Linked DNA regions of Sus scrofa: region 1 is linked to region 2. Evidence: chromatin contacts called from public targeted proximity ligation data. All regions are on one chromosome and are shown on one strand. The core of a region is the stretch at or near the end of the contact, and the rest is flanking DNA. Distances in the headings are between cores, read along the strand shown.

The links.
Region 1: a targeted proximity ligation map of alveolar macrophages shows a contact between it and region 2. A contact is called at or near these places in 1 of 47 Hi-C or Micro-C datasets (embryonic fibroblasts) and 1 of 2 datasets of targeted methods (alveolar macrophages).

Annotation. Positions count from the first base shown.
Region 1 is chr5:17,323,415-17,329,768 of Sscrofa11.1, forward strand. All of the region lies in intron 1 of ACVR1B (activin A receptor type 1B), which reads left to right. Among named protein-coding and RNA genes, the nearest start is that of ACVR1B, 12 kb to the left of the region's middle.
Region 2 is chr5:17,011,803-17,018,136 of Sscrofa11.1, forward strand. All of the region lies in intron 1 of SCN8A (sodium channel protein type 8 subunit alpha), which reads left to right. Among named protein-coding and RNA genes, the nearest start is that of SCN8A, 38 kb to the left of the region's middle.

The DNA.
Region 1 (6,354 bases), core at 3,782-6,281, 310 kb after region 2:
AACACCTTTCTCTTATGCAAACCCCACTCCGAGACCTTTTCCCAGATTGGAATTAAATACCAAGCTTATCAAATGTCTTATTGTTAAGTCTGTGTGGCTTTTCTTCCTCCTCATACAAATAGCTTCCTTTACTAAGTCAGTTATGTATGTTTTTTTTCATAAGTGCTTTTGACCAGTACACTCTGGGGGTGGGGGGGTTATGTATCACCAACTATACAAGTAAAATTTGACTTTATTATGATTCTTGGGTACTTGAGAGTTTTTGTTTTGTTTTGTGTGGGCGTATTTTTTACAATCTGATTTTGATGATTGTGAAAAGGTGGAAAGGTAACTCGAGTCTTTGTTACCAATAGCATCTGATGGCTTTATTTTAGTGCAGCAGGACTCTTCTGCCTGCCAATGCCAGTCTCGCAGCCTCCCCGAAGCCTTCTCCCCTCCCCGGGACACAAGCTTTACCTCTCTCTGCCGTGTGATGGTTTAGTGCCAGACACCTCAGCTTTTAACCCGAGGCAGGGGTTCATAAACATTTTGGCAGTTGTCGAGACCAGTGGTTACTAACAGCTTTTTTCTTTTTGTCTTTTGAAAGCAGTGGAACCTTTTTTAAAATGAAAATGTAGAAACGTATGTAAAAGTTAAAAGCAGAGCCCCGCTTCCCTCTCAGAGTACGAGGCTGAGCTCTGTTGAGTGAGATTTATTAAGCACAGGGCTGCTTGCCGGGCACTGTGCTGGACACCAGTAAGAAACTGAAGAGGAAGAGGACACTGGTTCCCTGGAGGAGTTCAGAGGCTCCTGGGGCATCTCTGAGGGCCTCGGGACTCGGGAAGAAGCGCAGTTGGAACCACACTCACTGTTCCTCCATTTTTATTTATTTATTTATTTATTTTGGATGCACTGTGTTGGATTGTTGGTGTTTTGGTTTTGTCGTTGAGATTATATTATACATATCATTTTACAGAGGTTTATGGTAGTCTTTAAATTGCAGTAAAAAACCGTCTGTAGCAGAGCGCGTACTGTTTCTAACCATTTTAAAGTATAAAATTGAGTGGGCTTAAGTACCCTCATAAGGTTGTGCAGCCCGTCACCACTGCCTGGTTCCAGAACTCTTTCATTACCCTGAAGGAATCGCAGTAACCTGCTAGTTAAGCTGTATTCCCCATCTTCCCCTCGCCCCAGCCCCTAGCAGCCACTCATACGCTTCCTGCCTATTTTATATAAGTGGAATCATACAGTATGTGGCTTCTTGCATTAACGTGTTTTCAGTAGTTTATTCCTTTTTATAGCTGAATAATACTCCATCGTGTGAATATACCACATTTTGTTTATCCATTCTTCGTTTCGGGGGCTTCCAGGTGTTTCCACCTTTTGACTGTTGTGAATAGTGCTGTTAGGACCATTTCATGTACCAGTTTTTGTGAGAACACTTGTTTTTAATCTTGCGGCTATCTGTCTAGGAGTGGTATTGCTGAGTTATCTGGAAATTCAGTGTGGACTCACTGAGGCACCATCACACCATTTTCCACAGCAGCTGCACTGTTTTGTGATCCTCCTGGCAGTGTGTGAGGGTTTCGGTTTCCTCTGCGCCTGCCCTCACAGTTTCTTATGGCCATCCTGGCGGGTTTGAAGTGGTATCTCATTGTGGTTTTGGTTTAGGTTTGAATGTGAAATGCATTTGTGTTTGAGATGATGTCGCACATCTTTCCATGAACTCGTCAGTTACCTGTCTGTCTTTGGAGAAAAGTCTCTTCCAGTCCTGTGCCCATTTATGAATTATTTTTTGTTGAGTTTTAAGAGTTCGTTACATATTTTGGATACAAGTTCATTATGAGACACATGATTCACAAATATTTTTCTCCCATTCTTGAGTTTCTCTTTTCACTCTCTTGATGTTGTCGTTTGAGGCGCCAAAGGTTTTGATTCTGAGGAAGGCCAATCCACCTGTCTTTCTTTTGTTGCTTGTGTTTTGGGTGTAATGATATCTGGGAGGCCATTACCAAATCCAGTGTCATGAAGATTTAACCATATTTTCATTTTAGAAGTTTTAGAAGTTTTGCTGTTCCCGTTGTGGCTTGGTGGCTTAAGAACTGATGTAGTCTCTGTGAGGATGCCGGTTCCATTCCTCGCCTTGCTCAGTGGGTTAAGGATCCAGTGTTGCCACAGGCTACAGAGTAGGTCACAGATATGGCTCAGATCCGGCATTGCTGTGGTGTAGGCTGGCGGCTGCAGCTCCAATTTGATCCCTAGCCTAGGAACTTTCATGTGCCATAGTTGCAGCCCTAAAAATTAATAGGCAGACAGATAGATAAATAAAAATAAAAAATTTTGAAGTTTTAGCATATAAATTTTAGCTCTTATATTTGGACCTTTGACTTATTTTAATTTTTACCAGTGGCGTGATGTAAAGGTCTGACTTCATTCTTTTGCATGTGGATTTGCCAGAGACTAGTCTTTCTGCCCCCAAAATGTTTTAGACACTCTTGTTGTTGATGATGTATGATTTATTTCTAAAGTCTTAATTCTATTCCATTGATTTATAGTCTGTACTTAAGTCAGTACCACACTGTTTTGATAACTGTAACTTTGTAGTAAGTTTTGAAACCAGGAAATGTGATCCCTCCAGCTTTGTTCTTTTTCTCCACCCCCGCCCCCCAGATCATCTTGGCTCTTGAGGATCACGGAGTTGTGTAGTTGTGGTCTTTGTTCTCTCCTAAGGAAGCTGTAGGGAGTTTGGATAAGGTCCAAGAAAGAATGATTTAAATAATCGTGGGTTGTAGTAGGTTCTTTTTTTTTTTTTTTTTTTTTTTTTTTTTTGTCTTTTTGCCATTTCTTGGGCTGCTCCCGCGGCATATGGAGGTTCCCAGGCTAGGGGTCTAATTGGAGCTGTAGCTGCCAGCCTTGTTGTAGGCGCTTCTTATCAGTTTGGTCCGTCTGATGGATGCTGTCGTCTGGAAAGATGAGTGCTCAGAGGCAGTGTATGATCAAGTTGTAGCATCATGAAGAGTATGGGTGGCACAGGTGGATTTGGGCACTGAATCTTAGATTCTATAGGACTAGAAGGTTGCCCAGTGAAGCTTGGAAGAGGCAGGATTAGTGTCCCTTAAACGGGAGCTTTGAAGCTAAAATGAAACTTACCATCCCAAAGGAGCAATGAAGCTAAAATCACAGGTGCTGTAGCTTTAAAAACCCTGGTGGACCTTCATCTCCCAGGACAGATAAGTGGGTGTTTGCAGCGTGCCTCTTATCTTTCGAGGTCGGTGCCCCCGCCCTGCCCTCTCCCACACCCCGTCCCTGGTGATGTGGGCTGAGTGGCTGTGAGTCTAGCCCCGTATGGTGCTTCTTGGGAATTTCCAGTGAGCAGCAGCCTGGCTGAGTGTCCTCCCAGAGTGTGCCATGGGTAGGAGAGGGAGCCCCCGGCCCTGGGCCTGGCCTGTGCTGGGGCCGTCTTTGCTCAGACCCAGCGGCCGGTGCCTCCGTGACGTGCAGCTGCACAGTCTGCCCGGGTTGGGGCTTTGCCGGCTTTCCTCCCCACACAGCCTCGCTCACAAATCAGATTGCCTTTGACATCCTGCCACAGACCACCTTCCAATCATAGTTTGAAACCGTGTTCAGATCCTGCCAAGAGGTCTTTAGTTCCGGCTTGACTACCTTGTTGATAACGAAGTGCTGTGCCAGGGGGAATTTCATTCTGACTGCTTTTAACCTGCTTTTGTGTAGATGGGTTTTGTTACTCCTCCATGATTGCTTTATCTAATTGTGTCGTTTCTACTACGTAGCTCTTTGGTCATGGAACACGGAGAGTTTTTTAGGTGTGTATTATTTACGTACACGCATGTGCATGTGTAGGCTGATTTAACCTGATGAGTCACTAGGAAACAGATGATGAAGAGCTGTTATCATTAATCGAGATTTAGCTTTCCAAAGAAATCAAAATTAGGTTTGGGGTTTAGTGTACTAGTAAAGTTTGAGTAAATTCAGATGTTTTTCTAATTTTATTATCACTTGCTTTGTTTCAGTGAAAAATGAATATTAACAGAAGACAATTTAAATACTAGTCTGTCTTTCATAGAGAAGAGACATGTGGTTGCCACCAAGGGGAGAGGGGGTGGAGGAGCGAGGGATGGGGAGGTTGGGGTTAGCAGATGTTACATGCAGGGTGGATAAAGCCACGAGCTCCTACTGTATAGTACAGGGAACTATAGTCAGTACCCTGTGCTAAACCATAATGGAAACGAATATAAAAAATCTTTTCAAAGACTGGTCTGTCTGTAAAGTTCACGGGAAGGTGTATGAAATTAAAGCAGAACTTCCCAGGGTTGGATCAGTGGTCCAAATTGTGTGAATTTAAAAACAAACTAGCCTCAGATTCCAGCTGGAGGATTTTGGAGCCCCTCCTTTCTGGGTAACTGTGAGGAAAATGTGGTTCAGGAAGGTTAAGTGACTTGCCCCAAACCACGCAACTAGTTACTGGCAGAGCTGAGACCCAAACGGCAGGTCCTTGCTGCGGTCATGCTGCAACTTGGCGCTTCCTAGTTAGTGGTTAAAGAGACACATTGTTCACGGATGTGTTTACTTGAGTTTTGCGCGGGGAGGAGGGAGTAAAATTCACTGAGCATCTATTTGCTAAGCACTTTGAAAATACACTATTTCGTGTGATTCCCACGTAGTCCTGTGAAGTGAATAACAGTCCCGCCTTCCCGACTAGGAGACTGGGGTGCCGGGCGCTTACTAACTTGCTCAAGGTCATGTGACTAATGCGAGAGCTGGTATTTGAGCCTTGGGTCTGCGTGACCTGTGCCTGCCCGGATCCCCTGCCGTGGCGCTGGTGATGGTAACTGAAACCCCTGGCGGGTGTGGGCCGCGGTGACAGGGATCTCAGAGTCGCCTCGTTTTCAGACCCCTCGCTCACTCCGTCAGCGCGTAGATGTGCGCAGATGTGTGCAGGCAGCAGCTTTCTGGGAGGACCCACAGCCCTCAGCAGCTGTGGGCTAATCTTCATGCCGTCTCTGTCACAGAAATGGTATTTTCTGGTTGGGCGGCCCCGGCCTGGAGAGATTCAGGGACTTGCCCAGCCCCTTATCACAAAGCCACATGGCCCTGCTCCCAGTTCCGTTCTTCGTCCCGTCTAGCATAGATTTCACCACTTTTGTTCTTTCCTGTCTTACACCAAGATTGTTTAAGTACTTCCCAAAAATAATGAGCCACGTGTGGGTGTGCTCGTTCTCCGGAATGAATCACTGTGAAAGAGGCCGTGAACCGGGGAAAGGAGAGTAAGCGTCTGGAAGCAGAGGCTCTGCTTCGCCTGCTGCTGACGGACCGACCCAGGAGGGAGCGTCTTTTCCAGAGGCGGCCGCGGGTCTGGCCCGCGAGTCCCACTGTGCTCAGAATAGCCCTCCGGGAGGCTGGGGAGGCGGCCGCTTTCCCTCCTCGCTTCCCAAAATAGCCCCAGGCTGTTCTTGTCCCTGGACGGCAGGGTGCGTGCATTGCGGGGACCCCTTTCGTGCCTGAATGTCCCCACCGACTCCGGGAGAGGAATGGGCTTCTCGGATGCGCAGGCAGGACGGCAGCGTGCGGTGCGCCCGGAGGTCTGGGTGGAGGGTTCTGAGGGCCGCCGAGGTAAATTAGAGTCAGCAAAGGAATCCGGGAGGGGGCAAACAAGGGGACTGGGGGGGAACCAGGAGGGTCCGTGGTCTCTCTTGCATCTAAAAGGGTCGGAATTGAAGTTTAGGATTAAATTTACTTTTAAAATTCCTTTTATGATTGGCGTCCTCATCTAAAGGATGCCTGCTTTAAACTTCCTGCCTTGAAAATATAACACGACCCAAGCCCTTCAGCAGGTAGCGGCGTGTTTTGGAATTTCTCCCAGAAGAAAGGGCTCTGATCAAACGCCACGAAAAACAATCCCACAGGCCAGGCCGTGAAGATCCACACTGCCCGCTTACCTGTCCGTGCCCGCCCTCCCTTGCTTCCCCGCTGGGGCTGGCAAGGACCGTGTCATTTATAGAAAGCCTGGGGAAGGAGCGCTTGGACCCTGAGATACTGGGAATCAGTTTGGGGATTTGAAAAGCCAAGAGATGCCCTCCAGTGTTTTGGAGGAAGAGACAAAGATAGACCGTTTACAGCCGAAAGGGGTGAGTTACAACAAGCTAGTTTTTCACAGGACTGGTCATAAATGCCTCTTCTCCGGGGGCCATAGTTTGAATATGTTCCCTCTTGTTATCTAGAAAGTATTCACTTCGTGTCCAGTGGGGGACTCGGGTGGGCCCTGCCACCCGCACCCCTGATGGGCGAGTCCCAACCTCAGTGTCCCAGGGGCTCGAGCCTCCCCCTGCCCATCCCAAGGGGTCAGGGCTAGGTTAG
Region 2 (6,334 bases), core at 2,084-4,583:
GTGTGGTAGGATGTTTAGCAGCAACCCTGAACTACCACTAGATGCCAGTAGCACCCCCTGCCCCAAGTTGTAACACTCAAGCATGTCTCCAGGCAATGCCAAATGTTCCTTGAGGGGCAAAGCAGCCCCGTTGTAGGACCCCCGGGCTGGGGAAGTGAAGGTGCCTAGATCTCTGGGGATTTAAACTTTTTTTTTTCTTTTGCTTTGCAAGTGAATTCTGCAGTATAATTTTTTTCCAGCAAGTAAGGGTGATTCGAGGTTCTACATAATTGGACTGATTGGTATTCATTTACCTTCCAACTCAGGGAGGCTTTCAAGGATTGGAAGGTTTTCAGAATCTGTTCAGTGACGTTGGCGAGCTTGGCATATACAGGCCATTCCCGAAACAGGGCATAATCTTGGGAGAGGGCTTCGAGATGAAAATGAGATTAGACAAGATTTGAATAAAGATGCCAGAATGATTAATGTGAGGGAGAGCTGTGAATTAGTCCCTAGAGCCAGGGCCCCTGTGGTCAGGGGCCCATGGCGGTTCTCTTGCCGATGGCTGTCTTTGTCCTTTTCCTTCCCTCTGGAAGCCTGGATTTTCCGTGGTGGGGAGGAAGGAGTGCGCGAGGAAATGATAAGATTTAATCTTGGCTCCTTCATTTACTGGTTTTGACTTAAGTTTCTTAACCTTGTTTCTTGTGCTTTGTTTTTTTTCATTTTTAAAAAAATGGTGGTAGATAGATGTAACATAAAGTTTACCATTTTAACCATTTTCCCCCCTACTATTTATTTGTCTTATAACTAGGAGTTTGTACCTTTTGACTGCCTTCATCCAGTTCCCCTCCTCCCACCCCCTGCCTCTGGTAGCCACAAATCCGATATATTTTTTTATGAGTTTGTTTTGTTTTGACATTTAATTGACCTACAACATTATGTTAGTTTGTATTTCACAGAAGAGTAGTTCACTATTTCTATACATTTCATGGAGTTCCCCTCGGGGCTCAGTGGAAATGAACCTGACTAGTATCCATGAGGACACAGGTTCGATCCCTGGCCTCTTTCAGTGGGTTAAGGATCCAGCATTGCTGTGAGCTGTGGTGTAGGTCACAGACGTGGCTTGGATCTGACGTCGTTATGGCTGTGGTGTAGGCCAGCAGCTACAGCTCTGATTCGACCCCTAGCCTGGGAATCTCTATATGGCTGCATTTGACCCCTGGCCTGGGAACCTCCATATGAATGATCGTCACCTACCTCTAGTTGTATATGTCACTATACAAAGATATTCCATTGGTATTGACTATATTCCCCACCTTGTACATCGCATAAGAGTGACTCATATATTTTGCAGCTGGAAGTTTGTACCTGTCAATCTCCCTCACGGATTTCTTTCCTCCCTCCACCCCCTCCCCTCTGGCAACCCCCTGTTTGTTCTCTGTATCTATAATTCTGTTTCTGTTTTTATTGTATTTACTCATTTGTTTTGTGTTTTAGATTCCACATGTAAGTGAAATCATACAGCATTTGTCTTTCTCTGGACTTATTTCAGTTGGCACAGTACCCTCTAGGTCCATTCATGTTGTTGCAGACGGCAAGATTTCATTCTTTTTTATGATTGAGTGATATTCCATTGCATACCACATCTTTATATGTCTTTATCCATTCATCTATTGAGAGGCACTTAAGCTGCCTCTTTATTTTTAAGTGTGCTGTTCAGTGGCATTAAGTACATTCACATTGGTGTGTAACCCTCACTACCATCCCTCTCCGTTTCCTAGAACTGAGACCCCGTACCCTTTGAACAATAATGCCCCATTCTTCCTTTCCTCCAGCTCTTGGTAATTACATTCTACTTTCTGTCTATGAATTTGACTACCCTAGGTGCCTTGTATAAAAGGAAACGTGGTATTTGTCCTTTTGTGACTAGCTTATTTCACTTGGCATAAGGGTTCAAGCTTCATCCAAGTAGCTTGTGTCAGAATTTCCTTTTTAAGGCTGAACAAAATATTCCATTGTATGTATATGCTACGTTTTCTTTATCCATTCACTGTCAGTGGGCCCTTGGGTTGCTTCCACTTTTTGGCTCCTGTGAATAATGCTGCTATGGTAGTTTATTCCTTTAAAAATGGCAACAAATAATGCTTCCTTCATAGGATCACGGTGGCTGTGTGGAAAGACTTCTTGCAGAGTGCCGGGCATTGGCACATGATAAGTGGCACTTCCTTTCCTCACCTTTTTTTTTTTTTTAATGTCAGCTTCTTCACTTTTGTTCCTTTTATGTCTCCTTCCTAGTGCTTGTAATCAGTTCAAAGCAGGGGCTAGTGGATTTTTATCCTGCCAGTTGAAGTCCATTCTAGGACTGATACTTGCAATCACCATTCTCTGAACTCTTTCTGTTACTTCAAGGTTACTCAGTCTCTGGAAACTTGAGTTGATTTTAAGATTGCCTTAAGTGCTCAGGTTCTCCTCAGTGGTTCTGAGAGTCCTTCACCAAGCTCATTGTCACCTTTCCCCCCAAGACAATTTGTTCTAAAACTTTGCTAGTGGCAGCTTGCCATGCCCAGGATCCTGAGGTCCCTTCATCAAGGGTTTTGATTCATTTGTCATTCAAAAGACTGTTGATATCCTGAGGGTGAGTTTAAGATACACTTGGTGAATTTCATTGCTTTGTTGCTTTGACTCCTGCCTTTAGACACTCAGGCTCCCTCCCTGTGTGGGAAGGAATATTTTTGGCTGGCCCTTTTCTGTCTATACTGTGCCATCTGTCACAGGGGTCATCGCTCAGAGGCTAGCTTCCTCCCTGCTGGGAGCAGGTGGTCAAAACCAAGGGCTATTGACAGGGTCAGGTTGGGGCAGCTTACCAGTACACCCCCAAAGCTGTGCTCATAGTTGTTCTCTTCAGAGGAATACGAGGTCTTACTTCGGGGTCTTTTTTGCATTAAATAGAAAGAGATGCAGATGTGATCCTAAACTGTTAGTTAGTTCCTATGGTCCAGCCACTGATCCCCTGTCCTGTCTATACTCCTACCTCTGTCTACCTCAGCTGGTTCTGGGCTCTAAGATTACTACTGGAATCAACCTACAGCGTACAAAGAGGGTGACATCCATGAAAATTATGGACGATTTAATTACTCAAGCCGATTCATATCTAGGATGCGAGAGGAGACATCCTGATACTTGTTCAGACAAAATAAAATACCCTGAAATCTTTTAGTGCTCTCAGGTGGTAAAGACCTTGGTTTTAAGGTCTTAATTTAAAGAGATTGTGCTTCCAACCACTCAGGATTCTGGGCCTGACTCACAGGAGCGCCAGCCGGGTGCTGAGTCACTTAGCCAGCTTCATTCATTGATCATGTGCTCCTGCACAGCTTGGTTGCAAGGTGGGAGAGAATTACTATTTTCAAATGTTCCTTCCTGAGGTAGCATGGTCCAGAAGTGAACCAAGAGACAGGGCGCTGGAGTTCTATTCTGGGCCCAGCTATGCAAGATCCACCCTTCTCCCCACCCCTCCCCCCGTGTTAACATGGAAGGATCAGGGACATAAAACCAGCAAGACAGAGAAGAATACAAGAGTTTTTTACGAAATGGTTTCCCCAGTGGGGTTGAGGCAATACTGCCCCCCAGCCCGTGACTCCTGGTCGCCCAGGCTTTGTCCCCACCCTTGCTCAAGTCATTTCCAATAGCCCTCACTTGTAAGATAGTGAGGAATTTCTCCTTCAAGATAAAGCCCGACATGCATAGCCTTTGTTCTTTTTCAAACTGGTCTTGTCTCCTTCCCATAGGCCTAGCTGCATTGTGCTTGGGTACATTCAGCTGGTTTTTAAAAGTACAAATGATTTCTCTGTTAAGTGGGGAATTATTTTAGGACAATTTACAGAGTGAGTTAGTCCTCGGCATGTGGCCTTAGGTTACTGAGTCAGCTTGACCCAGTGTAGGGTGTGGCTGGATTCCTTGGCCTTTCCCCACTTCCCCTCTAGGTCTGCTGTTTGCATAATTCTCTTCTCTCCTGCTGGTGTACTCCTAGGTCTAACCTTGACCCGAGACAGAATTATACTTTCACCTGTTCTGATCCCCAGAGAAGTAAAACCTTTTCTACCTAGGCCTCAGGTACTGTCTATTCCTTGGCATCCTAACCTCAGTATTGTGGTATCTCTGAACTTTGCCCATAGAATTCTGGTGTTTTTTGTTTGTTTGTTTGTTTGTTTGTTTGTTTGTTTGTTTTGTCTGTACCTGCAACATGTGGAAATTCCCAGGCCAGGGATTGAACCTGAGCCACAGCAGTGACAATGCTGAATCCTTAATCCCCTACCCATCAGGCAACTCCGGAATTCTTGTATTTTTAATACAAGAATTTAAGTGTACAGGAAAGTATAGAGAATATTACAATATTTACTTCAGGCCTTTTTTTGAATGTAAGAAATTATCATGGGTTCCCGTGAAACCCAAGAGTATCCTGTGTACCCTCCCCCTGCCTCTTTTGAACCATCTCCTTGGTCCCAGGCCCACTGCCGAGAGCTTGGCCTCCCCTCCCCGGAGGAGGTCTGCCTCCCACCACCCATGTTTGTTATTTGTTTCCTCAAGTGCTTTCACAGCTTCCCTCCCGACCCCTCACCGTGACCTTGGGCAAATTGCTTGTGTTACCTCTGCGAACTTTATATTTCTCTTCTGTGAAATGAGAATAATAGCAGCACCCACCTTCTCCAGGTTATTTTGAGACTCAAACGTGGTGATGTATGTGGTAGTAAAGCTCCGTGCGTCGGTCATCTGTGTAGAAAACCCACAGCTACGTTTTCAAGGCTGCAGGAGAGGGCGCCTGGGGAGGGGAGGCTGCCAAGGGGCATGGACGTCAGAATCCCCAGGGGCTTTTTCAGACTTAACATATCTGCCTTATACGTGTATGCGTGTACACAAATAACAGAAAGCCTTCGAAGGTAAAGGACAAGGGGAAATCAGCTCTCTGTTCCCAACTACAGTTTTTAAGGTTCTTGGCTCTTTTCTGACCTTTCTCCCACACTGTTTTGCACTGGAATGTCTATTAAAAAAATCAACTTCTCTGTTGGCTCAAAAATCACATTTTCAGTAAGAATCTTGGCGTTCCTGTTGTGGCCCAGCAATAATGAACCTGACCAGTATCCGTGAGGATGCAGGTTTGATCCCTGGCCTCTCTCAGTGGGTTAAGGATCCTGCGTTGCCGTGAGCTGTGGTGTAGGTCACGGACGCAGCTCGGATCCCTCATTGTGTGGCTGTGGTGTAGGCTAGTAGCTACAGCTCCAATTTGACCCCTAGCCTGGGAAATTCCATATGCCTCCGGTACAGCCCTAAAAAGACAAAAAGGAAAAAATGGAATCTTCACTAACTATTTCTTTGCTAAGGAGGTTTGCTTTTACCGTGGTGCTTTGCAAAATTCCTGCCACCAGTTTTTTATTACCCAGAATACTTCTTTGCGCTTTCTCTCTCTTGCTGAGTGTAGTCTGAAGGGAGTTCTCCCGGTATGTAAGAGTTAAGGGTGTCTCAACAATTCCTTTATAGTACATTCAACTGAAGATAGGTGTAATTACTGTTCAGTCATTTCTGTACCACTGCGTGTAGGTTCTCTGTATAGATCTGGTTGCTGGTCATTGTCTCTTAGTCTTCCCCATTTACTTAATTGTTTGATTTTATTTAATTTTGGTACCCTATTTAAAAAAAAAAAAGTCAGACAGCGAAAGACAAGTACAAAAAAAAGAAAAAAATTTTTTTGGTACCCTGGCCCAAATTAGAGGAGGGATACTTGGGTGAAGATATTCCTATATGATTGTATTGAAAACCTCTTCAGTTCTGTTATTTAAACTGTCTTTAAGATTCAAGTGTAGAGATTAAAAATGCTTATACTCTAGAACCCAGTAATTGAACTGCTAGACATGTATACCCAAGAGAAACTTTCCTGTGTGAGCACCTGGACAAGAGTGCTTAAGGCAGCATTGTCGATAATTGCACAAAATTGTTGGAAACAAAGATTCATCAAAGAAGAATGGGTGGATTGTGGTATAGTCCAACAACGACCCACTACTGTGAAGCTGCAAAAATGCATGAATTAGAGGAAAATATGTGAAAAGGAATAAATGTCAACCATAATGTGAGGGGAAAATGCAAGTTTTAGGATATGATCGATACTTTGCATTTATGTAAAGTTTCAGAACATGCAAAACAGTCCTTTATATTGGATATAGTTTGCCTGGTAATAGTATAAGAACAATATGTAAAATAATAACTTTAGAACACGCAAAATAGTCCTTTATGTTATAGTGGGTAGGTATGCTGATTATGTGGCAATGTTATAAAATGATATTAAATGTGCAAGAATTTGGAGTTC